Linked DNA regions of Zea mays: region 2 is linked to region 1. Evidence: chromatin contacts called from public Hi-C data. All regions are on one chromosome and are shown on one strand. The core of a region is the stretch at or near the end of the contact, and the rest is flanking DNA. Distances in the headings are between cores, read along the strand shown.

Evidence for each region. Hi-C and Micro-C count contacts between places; a contact is called where the count stands out from the background.
Region 2: a Hi-C map of bundle sheath shows a contact between it and region 1, with 2.1 times the contacts expected there. The contact joins the promoter of LOC100272704 here to the promoter of LOC103654600 in region 1. A contact is called at or near these places in 7 of 25 Hi-C or Micro-C datasets (bundle sheath, ear, endosperm and 2 more).

Annotation. Positions count from the first base shown.
Region 1 is chr4:217,169,728-217,175,239 of Zm-B73-REFERENCE-NAM-5.0, reverse strand. It overlaps LOC103654600 (DUF724 domain-containing protein 2), which reads left to right and starts at 2,797. Exons shown (of 7, transcript XM_008681438.4): 1 at 2,797-4,031. The coding sequence starts at 2,970.
Region 2 is chr4:217,492,189-217,497,700 of Zm-B73-REFERENCE-NAM-5.0, reverse strand. It overlaps LOC100272704 (thioredoxin reductase), which reads left to right and starts at 2,222. Exons shown (of 2, transcript NM_001147157.1): 1 at 2,222-3,243; 2 at 3,608-3,917. The coding sequence starts at 2,295. The coding sequence ends at 3,708. LOC103654603 (serine/threonine-protein kinase-like protein At1g28390) reads left to right here. Exons shown (of 4, transcript XM_008681446.3): 4 at 1-52.

The DNA of each region.
Region 1 (5,512 bases), core at 1,548-4,047:
AGGCCAAGTCATCTTGGCCTTTAGACCCGACAACAGAGCCATGCCATCACCGTTAAAGTCTTCAAAGCAATAACATGTGTATTCTGGTGGCTAGGTGATGGGAATACAGGTTTAGAGTCAATAACTATAGTTTGAATCCCAATTTGTACATAATTTTAAAAATTTTATTACTTAAATATAGAGTACGATGATGGTGCAAACCGTGGAACCAGAAAATTTGATGCTTTAATATAGTAGAGAATTGGCTGTGTCAGAGTATACCGGAATAAAACTCTTTTTTATATCGATCTGAACCCTCCTAGAAATTTGGATAACATTTATTTTTGGTACAATGATTTTGATTATATGTCTTATCTTGAACGTTTACGTGTAAAGGTGAGTGATGCTTCGAAGAAGCATGGGAAGATGTGGTTAAGGTACCCTGTCGTGACAGATTGTAATGTTATTGTGTCCTTTTGAATTTGAGCATTAATGAACCAGATTCTTCTCTGCTCTGTTTATTAGGGCCCGACCATATCGACGTGCAAGGGGACATATCATATGATATTATATAGTTCATTCTATCTATTGAACGTTAGAGATATATACATTGTCTGATATAATTCATCTATGCATTTTTATTATGTTTTACATATTTTGATTCACTCTAATGTATATAAGTTTCTTGATGCTATATATGTCAACCTTATAATTTCTGATTCTGTGTCGACCTTATAATTTCGGAAGCTATATCCAGATAATTCTTTTGGTGTCACAACGCTAAGCAGTGTCTGGAACATATATCACCTATTCACCTAGATGTTTTAGGTAACAAATATATTTGCATTGTGGGAGGAAACAAGTGAAGTTAAATACAGCAGTTCCAAACTGACAAATTTTAAAGCTATCACTCGATGGACCAGCCCTCAAATCATGGATCCGACGTTCGGTATGGAATCAGGAGGGAAAAAAAGAAAAATAATTTCTGTATGTGTGCAGTCTTCCGAAGGTAAAATCGATTACACGTGTCAGTTAAGTAGTTAGGTCATTCACGCTTGAGGCGTCTAGGGCTCGAAGCTGGAGTAAGGGACACGTCTTCATTTTTTTTCTAACTCCTTGACTCATACTACCTTTGTTCAAAAATATATGATACCGAACGCTCAAGCTGAAAAGTTGAGTAACTTAGGGGGTGTTTGGTTGCTCCTGCTAAAGTTTAGCCCGGGTCACATCAAGCGTTTGACTTTTAAATAGGAGTATGAAATATAGACCCAACCAACTGGACTAAATTCGTCTCGTCTTTTAATCTTTGGCTGACAAATTAGTTTTATAATCCGACTACATTTAATACCCGGAACGGAGGTTCAAACATTCGATGGGTCATGAGCTAAAATTTAGCGGGGTGTAACCAAACACCCCCTTAGAACACAAGATGGGGTGGCAAAATTATAAAGCATACCTTGGGTGAGGCTCTATCAATGAGTATGCTTTAGTAAAGCAAGTTTTAGGGTCGATGGAGTGGAGGATTTGGTGGAGGAGGTACGCCCTGACTTCTGGCATTATCATCTTCTATTGCATGGACCGAGAGGGGCTGGCTCTCCCACATACCCCCATCGTAATTCGCATTTTTGCGCAAGGGGGAACACTTCACTAGACCCAATTCCAGACCACGTGAACAATACTGAGTTGGGGATCCTTAAAATCTTGAGTCCTCTTCATTGCTGCCAGAACAACATCAATATAAGCTAGCGCCGGTTCACTCATCGACTAGGAGTTGGGCGCTAACCTAAGAACTCTAGAAGCTTGGGAGCATGATTTATGACATAAAACCAACGTTTGTGTTAGTTTTTGTGAGAGGTTTTTAAAGGGCGATCAAGATATTGGTGGCTAGCACACAATTAAACCACTACTACTCCAACTATTGTGGCCTGCTCCTTGTTAGGCTGGAGGTAGAGGAAAAACAAGTACTAGTGGAAAAGAGGGAAAAAAGGGGGAACCCAAATACGACTCATAAAGATGGGCGAAGATGGCTATATGCATGATGGAGTTGAGATTGAGATGGATGAATTCAATTTGGTAATAATACAGGAAATCCCTGAAATTTGGAAGTCAGAAGGCCAAACATACGCAAAAAATGAGGAAAGACTACAATTTGGTCGACATCAGAAATGTGGAAGGATTCTTCGCCTAAAACAGTGTCCAACAACTTATCACCTAAAATAATATTTTGTATTGAGGCTACATTATTTGTAGAGTAGAGTTTAAATATAGGGACGACGATGGGTAAACTGATCATTTTTATCTCTTCAAAAACTCCATCACCATTAGGGCATGTATAATGGGTGTCTTGAGTTGTGTCTTCGAATGTGTCTAGAGGGTGAACGTAAAAAACGCAAGATATGTATCATGACGAAGACACGGTGTCTTAGCTCTATGTTCGAGATAAAAGACTAGCAGATTGATCACTTTAATTTATTGAATACTCTGATTGGTACAATGAATATGTAAAACACATGTTTTAGACATACTCATTGTATTATGTTGCATTTTAGTTGTGTTTTATAATTAAAGTACTGTGCAACGGTGTCTAGTGCCCTTATAGTCTTCAGACTTTCGATTCGATCACCGAAGCCTCGAATTCTTGTTAGGGGTACGTATCCAAAAGTATCACAACTTCACAGGTACTGGCAGGTAGTCCCACTACCCTGCCAGTTGTCCGGCACCGCGCCACTTGGCCTCCCGCTCCGTTCACAGCCTCGCTCAGGAACGGAACACGAACAGCACATGAACATGCTTACACGTGGGGTCAGCCTTCCGTTGCGTTCGATGTGACCCACCCGTCGGTGAATCAGATCTACGGCTTCGCCGGTCGAGCCCATCACGCCAGCATCGAGGGCGCAAAAGCCCGACGCTGTAGAGCAGAGTCCCCAAGACCCCAACCGAAAACCCCAGCTGCCCCAAACCCCCGAATCCCGTTCGATACTTCGATCCCAATGGTGGCCTCCTCCGCCAATGCGCCACCGGGCGCCGGCGCACGGAGGCCGCGCAGCCGCCCCCGCGGGAGCGTGCGCTCGCGGAGCCTGAGGTGGAGCACGCCTCCGCGCAGCCCCCTGCCGTCGTCGTTGTCCGCGTCGCCCCGGCGGCATTGCTCGCTCCCCGCGCTGGACCCGATCACGCCCTTACCTGTCGGCACCGAGGTCGAGGTCCGCGTCGACGACGACGGCTTCTACGGCTCATGGTTCGAGGCCACCGTCCTCGACTTCGCGCCCGCGCGCGGCTACCGCCACCCTGCGCGGTACACCGTCAAGTACGTGCACCTCCTCGCCGAGGCCGACGACGAAGGCGTCCTCGCGGAGCCCTTCGCGCCGTCCCACATCCGCCCGCGGCCGCCGCTCCCGTCTTCGCCGCCGCGCTTCCGCCCCCACCACATCGTCGAGGCGTTCCACAACGAGGGGTGGTGGTCGGGCATCGTCGTGTCCGCCGCCGGAGCCGGGGTCACCGTCGCGTTCCCCGTCACCCGTGAGGTCATCGAGTTCCCGTCGGGCCTCGTCCGCCCCCGCTGCGACTACGTTGACGGTGACTGGATCCCGTCCCGGGTCGCGATGGTTGTCCGCCCCAGCCGCACCGTCAGGGTCTACGAGGTCGGGGACAAGGTCGAGGTGGTGAGGAACCGGGACGTGTACGGGGACTCCTGGTTTCCCGCCACGGTGAAGGTCGTCATCGACAACCTCAGCTACGTCGTCGAGTACTTTGATCTGGAGGAGGAGGAGGGCGGGCTGGAGAAGGCCACCGAGTATCTGCATTGGCGGTTCATCAGGCCGGCTTTTGAGCATACACCGGGGGAGGGTGAGTTCCAGCTCCAGCCTGGTGATGCCGTGGAGGCCTACTGTGATGGGGCATGGTCACCGGGAGTCGTCCATAGGGTCGTCAGCGAGGGTGAGTATGACATCAGTATTGTTGGCAAGAAGGCGGAACTGCTGGTGACCAAGGTGGTGGAATTGCTCAAGCCGCGGTATAAGTGGAATGGCAACCGATGGAGAATTGCAACTGCTAAGGTACTGCAACAAACCTGTTTATCATAGCGGTCCTTGTTAGCTCATTTCTGATTATCTGCTGTTGTAGTATTGAGAGGTGCAGATACTATATGATATACAGATTTGTTGGGATTGATCCTTTCTGACTTCCCTAACTTAGTTCCTTCATTTTCTCATTTTAGGACATGTCTGAGGTAGGTACAGTAATTAATCCAATTAAGTTCATCATTGACACAGTGATATTGCGCTTCATATGATTTGTAGTACTCTCCTGCTTCAGCCAAATGGCTTTTCGTCTCATTGAGCTTGTGGCTTTGTCTGTGAAATCATTATTTGTTTTATGGGTAGGATGGAGTTTCCAGTACACGATTAAGTTCAGGCAAGCTGTTTCCTTTGTATTTTGTGTGTTTGGGCTGCTAATTTTGTATGATTAGGACCCTGAATACAAGTGTCTTCAAACATTTGTACATAAGTTCCTCGAGGAGTAGGAATGAACACGGATGGGAATGAGTGGGAAAACACTCAACCATTTCTATCTTCACATTTAGTCACCAAGAATGGGAATGGGAGCGGGAACAGGATAGCCCGGAACAGGGATGACATGGGATATACACAGTGTTCTAAATAACGGGTTATAACATTTAGTGGAAGCCTGCTCAGCCGCTATAGCACACTATTTAGTATAATGAGTGTTGTAGTGGGCTAGTGGCACCTAGTGCGAGGCGCTATAGACCACTATTTAGAATACTGGATATACAGATAGAAGAAAACAAACAAATATCGAAATTCAACAGAAACAGAAGGTTACATAACAGACATTGATTCTAGATTTCACACTATCACAGCCTATGTTCAGAAATCACAAGTTCACACGCAGCACTCACTATCTCACAAATCTCAATGGTCACCACTGCGCTCAATACTTGGACAGCAGCAGTTCAAACTTCACAGTACTGTATGGCTGCATCAAACCACACTCAACACCACCAGTTCAGTGCACAGTAGCAGCAGTTCACAAGTTCAAAAAAAGTCTCAAACACATCAACTACTAGTAGAGAACTTATGAAAGAAAGTGAATCGAAATCGAGAAACAGCAGAGTTAATTATTGATTAGAAGTGTAGCAGATGAAGTGATTAGTTGAAAACTAATGGGCATGGATTGCCTTGGTTGTCACTGCCTACATGCAAGGCACATGAGCAGGCTGTTCTCGTTGCACCCGTGGGCTGTGGTACAACATGCTGCCCTTCTTTCAAATACCTTCCATCTGCAGTCATACGTGAAACACGCAATGAACCTGGATCACCTGCAGTCGCCTAGCGCTTTTTTGAACCTTGGAGTAGAGAATGCGGATTTTACGGCTTCCGTCCTGAAATATAAGGTATTTGGTTGTCCCAAGTCAAATTATCCTGAGTTTGACCAAGTTAATTATCCCGCATCAAAAAGCTAACATATGAAACTGCATTTCATAATGAACCTATTGATGCTGGTTCAATGTCATAAA
Region 2 (5,512 bases), core at 973-3,472, 320 kb before region 1:
ATGTAATCGGATCAAATATGAACGGATATTATTTATTTTATATTTGTTTTCATTTTTTGAATTCAGACTGGGATACTGATATTATCAAGTCGTGTCGGATAAGATTTGAATAGATATCGATATCTTAAATATCTATCTTTAAGAATATGGATACGTATAAAAATCGAATACAGATCGAATACTGAGTACTCGGATTTAGATATAAATCGGATCTCAACTCCTTTAGATAAATCGAATTCGAATACGAACGCATAATATCCATACCATTTGCTCCACTAGCTACATGTTAACATGTAGAGCTGTAGCTAAGATGCACTATATTTTTTACTCAAGGTATCGGTGCAAATTTGTCCTAAATTATTAGACACTCTAGATTGCTCAACCATATCCATGCATGCGTGTATTTTCTTACAGCTATGCGTTGCTATAGAAATTAAACAAGTTGACGACCAAACTAACTAATTCGTGAAGGTCGAATTAATGTTCTGCCACACTGCTTATCACCACATAGATATCTTGGAGGCAGTGGAAGATCATAAATCAGCTTTAGTGATTGTTGATGGCTTCGGTCATTGATTGTGAGGAGCTCTTGTGCTTATTTTTGTGAGAGATTCATGAAGAGCAATTCTAGTGAAATCTTGGATGGTTATAGTGCTTTTGTAGTGTGGTTCTTATGTTGCCCATATTATGGATTTGACGTGTGATGTCAATTAGCGTGTGAACCACCTATCTTCAACTCACCACAAAAACAATGTAGGTTGCCTGCAAGCAACCACTCCTCATGAATATATCTTGTGCCATCCCTTGTCTCGTGTTGTTTCCTCACTATACTTGCTCTTGTAATCACCATCATTTACTTGTTGTACTTGACTACTTGTACAACTAGTCTTGTGTAAATTGTAATTAGAGGTACTTGCATTTGTATGATATCTCTTGCTATTAAGTATCTTGCCGTGTCTAGATTAAGGACCTATTTGGCAACAATGTTACTCAAACCATGGTTTTACAATACTATACTTTGTAATTATCATAGTAATACCATAGTTTTGGCCAGCTCCAAAAAATACCATGGTTTTGAGAAACATTATTTAGATACAATTGTAAACCATAATATTAAACAAAAGCTAGCCATGCCATAAAAACTTTGTTTGAAGTGGAATTTTCAATACTCCAAAAATATCATGATATCTAGAATACCATAATTTTAAAAACATAGTTTTCATAAATGCACCCAAACGACTTATAGCATAAAATACTATGGTACTACTAAAAACCATAGTATTACTTAAAAACTATAAAAATATTTTACTTCCAAAAGGGGCTCAAGCACGCACTGCCCAGTGCACGCACAGCAGCTACGGTGAAGGAGCCCATTTTGAGGAGGTTAAAAGTAACACAACTTGTACATCTTTAGAATTGAATTCCAAAATGTGCTAATAGGTGACATACTAGAGCTTGTCACAATGAAAGGGACAGAACTTTGACATACTAGCAGAAGTTGCTTTCGAAGTCAAGCTTATATTTGGAATTTAATTTGGTGTAGATTTGAACTTTCCATTATACACATACTGCCAATTGTATATATACACCTCCAAAATTGTTTCTTTCCTGAATATGTTAAGTGGCCTAGTAGTGTTAGTCACCTCGAAAAAGACGGCCTAGCTTGGACGTACTACAAGAGTCGCCTTCAAACTGACCTTAATTCTTAACTTGTAGTTTCAATTTAGTGCCATTTTGAAGAGGTTGTGTCAGCATATATATATGGTGTACAAATTTGTCAAGAACAAGGTAGAATGTCACTTTGGAAGTGACGTAGCTCTCTAGTATGTCACTTAAGATATTTTAGTTGATCAATTCCAAAATATACAAGATGGCATTGCACATGATAACAAATCTGATTGTCCATGCCGCATTCTTTCCTCGTCAAAGATTGCTTAGTTTTTTCATCTATTAATGGTCATAAGAATTGCTAAACTTTTTTTGAAGTTTTAATAACTTAACAAATTATGAATCATCCAAAACAACCATATCCATTGGCTTAACAAAATTTTTAGTTTAATAAAAAATCGTTTGCTGAAGGTTATTTTATATTTTTATTAAAAATATAAGGTCTTTCAAAAATATACTAATACTCTTATCCATAAGAGTATGTATTTGTATTGCAGGTGCAGCGGTCCAAAGCTGCAGCAGCCATGCAGACTACTACAAGAGACAGACGAGACGACGATCGAGTGCGAGCTGAATTCAGACAGACCGCCGCCGCAAAGCCAAGCAGGACACGCAAGCACTCAGCCATGGAGGGATCCGCAGCAGATGGGCCGCTCCGCACGCGCGTATGCATCATCGGGAGCGGCCCCGCCGCGCACACGGCGGCCATGTACGCGGCCCGCGCGGACCTCAAGCCCGTGCTGTTCGAGGGCTGGATGGCCAACGGCGTGGCCGCGGGCGGGCAGCTCACCACCACCACCGTCGTGGAGAACTTCCCGGGCTTCCCCGCGGGCATCATGGGCCGCGACCTCATGAAGCGCTGCCGCGACCAGTCGCAGCGCTTCGGCACCCGCATCCTCACCGAGACCGTCACCGCCGTCGACCTCTCGGCCCGGCCCTTCCGTGTCGTCGCCTCCGACAAGTCCACGACCGTGCTCGCCGACGCCGTCATCGTGGCCACAGGAGCCGTCGCCCGGCGCCTCGACTTCCCCGGGTCCGACACGTACTGGAACCACGGCATCTCCGCCTGCGCCGTGTGCGACGGCCCGGCCCCGATATTCCGCGACAGGCCGCTCGCCGTCGTGGGCGGCGGCGACTCCGCCATGGAGGAGTCCAGCTTCCTGACCAAGTACGGCTCCCGCGTCTACATCGTCCACCGCCGGAGCACGTTCCGGGCTTCCAAGATCATGCAGGACATGGTGCTCAAGAACCCCAAGATCCAGGTCGTCTGGAACTCGGTGGTTGTCGGGGCCTTCGGCGGCGCGGACGGGGACGGTGGCCGGCCGTTGTTGGCTGGCGTCAAGGTCGAGAACCTGGTGAGTGGCGAGGTCAAGGATCTCCAGGTGGCTGGCCTCTTCTTCGCCATCGGGCACACGCCGGCGACGGAGTTCCTCGGTGGGCAGCTCCAGCTGGACTCGCCTTCTGGATACGTGGTGACCAAGCCGGACTCCACCCACACTAGCGTGAAGGGGGTCTTCGCTGCTGGCGACGTGCAGGACAAGAAGTATCGCCAGGCCATTACTGCCGCCGGATCTGGTGAACACTACTGCTCTATGCATGATTCAGTCAAGATATACCGGATCATTTGAGATGTTTTAAATTGAAGTGTTGAAACTATGATAAATTCTACGCGGCAAAACTCTGATGATCGAACTGCTCTGCTGCACAAATGGTGATTGTGTCTACTTCATCCATCCTTGACTCCTTGTTTATAAAGAGTTAAGAGTTACCTGTTTTATGAAGAAAATCAAAATGTTCAACAAATATGTTAGTTATCGTTTTGCAATAGTAGTAACGTAAGTCAGAATGGTGGTTGGTCTCTTAATTACAAGATGAATCTTGGAAATTAACTGGCGTCTGATGGTTTCATCACCTGAGCGTATACTTGTGGATGTTGCAGGGTGCATGGCCGCTTTGGATGTTGAGCACTATCTGCAGGAGGTCGCGGTCGTCGGTGCACAGGAGGGCAAGTCTGTTCAGCCGTTGACGATGCTGGAATAAGCCGCAGGCTTAGGGCTAGTTTGGTGGATCGGGAAATGGAGGGAATCTATGGGAGAGAGATTCTCTTAATATTTATTTAATTTTGAATAATAAGGGATCCGTTCCTATGGATCCTATCCATTTTCATATCCAACAAACCAGTCATTAGGAGTGGCACGCCATGGGTTGTCATGATGATTGGAAATAAAAAATAGAATAATCACGCACGCATTATATATATATATATATATATATATATATATATATATATATATATATATATATATATATATATATATATATATATATATATATATATATATATATATATAGTTGTCGTCTCGTCTAAACTTTTAACATCGTTGTACTGGAAACTGATTCGTCCGCTTATCAACTTCTCAATGTCTAGCAGCCTGCTAGTTTCTTTCTTTCCTTTCAAGAGAAATTATTATTAAGGAAATTATATTGGACAATAAACTCTAACAATCCCCCACAATATCTTGAAAGAACAACATGATCGACTCTCCAAATATCATCAAATGTTGTTTATATACCAATTTTATGTTGGTGACAATTAAGTTTAACATTGATATAGAATCACAAGAATTACATCAGCTCACAACTACTCAGTGGTTGTGACTTGAATTGGTAGTGTGCAAACTAGTTTCGCTCAAGAATCTAACTAATACTTAGGGTCTTTTAGGCTACTTCTTCCGTTGGAGCTTATAGGCCATACCCCCTATGTCTTTTTTTCATGAGCTTCTTATAGAATTCTCACAACTCATAGACCACGATCAACTCACAACTCATAGACCGCGATCAACGATCAGCTTATATAGGTGTGTTCGTACAAAAATACCTTGTAGGACGGTATCTCATTATTAATCATCTAGATAGATTAAGACAAAAGTCATCTTGCCATATTACAGACTAGAGTACTAGATTTTCTCTGAAGCAGGTAACATAGTATATACTCTCCTAGTTACACTCATAGCTTGTCCCCCCCCCCCCCCAAAACTTTTAATTTATGGGGTCTCCAATCACCGAAGGGTTGTGTTGCCGCCGTGTGCAACTCAAGGAGTCTCAAGCCCATTTCGTTCAATGCATTATCTAACACATTTCAACAGACCTTTAATAAATGGTTCTGCAAGACACCTATTAAATATGATTGTGTGATGATTGCCACAACGCACGGACATTTCGCTGCAGCTGCCTACGGTAGGCGCTAAGCCGATCCGGGGCACGCGTGAATCGACGCCACACATGGATAGATTGTGGTTGAGGCGGATATAGCTGTGCAGGATCGGAGTTGAGGACGCCGAGTGGTTGTATATGGTCCTCCGACCGTCTGGGTCGCCACCCGCGACGAGCTGGCCAGGAAAGCCGAAAGCGGACAGCGGCGCGAGTCTCCTTGGGTACAGGCAGAGCTCCGATCCATCCGGCACGCCGAGGATTCGCGCACGAATGCGAGACGGACAAACCAGCAGCCCAATCACGCAGATTCGCCTGCTGTCTATCACCCACGACTAGCCTACTCCTCCGTCGCCTACCACGCAAGGAAATTGAACGGCAGCCTCCTCCTTTTGTCGCCTGCCGCCGATCCTGCGATTAATAATTAAACTACTACTTCCTCCTCCGTCTTAAACTATAAATCATTTTAACTTTTTTTTAAAAAAACAAAACATCTTAAGTTAAATCAAATCTATATAATAGAATAACAATATTTATAAAAAAACAAATCAGCGGCCCTAATGTTGGCACCGATCTAGACGTCAATCACTGTAAGGTGTAGCGGTGCTCTCTGCAGTAGAGCGGACGATCCACG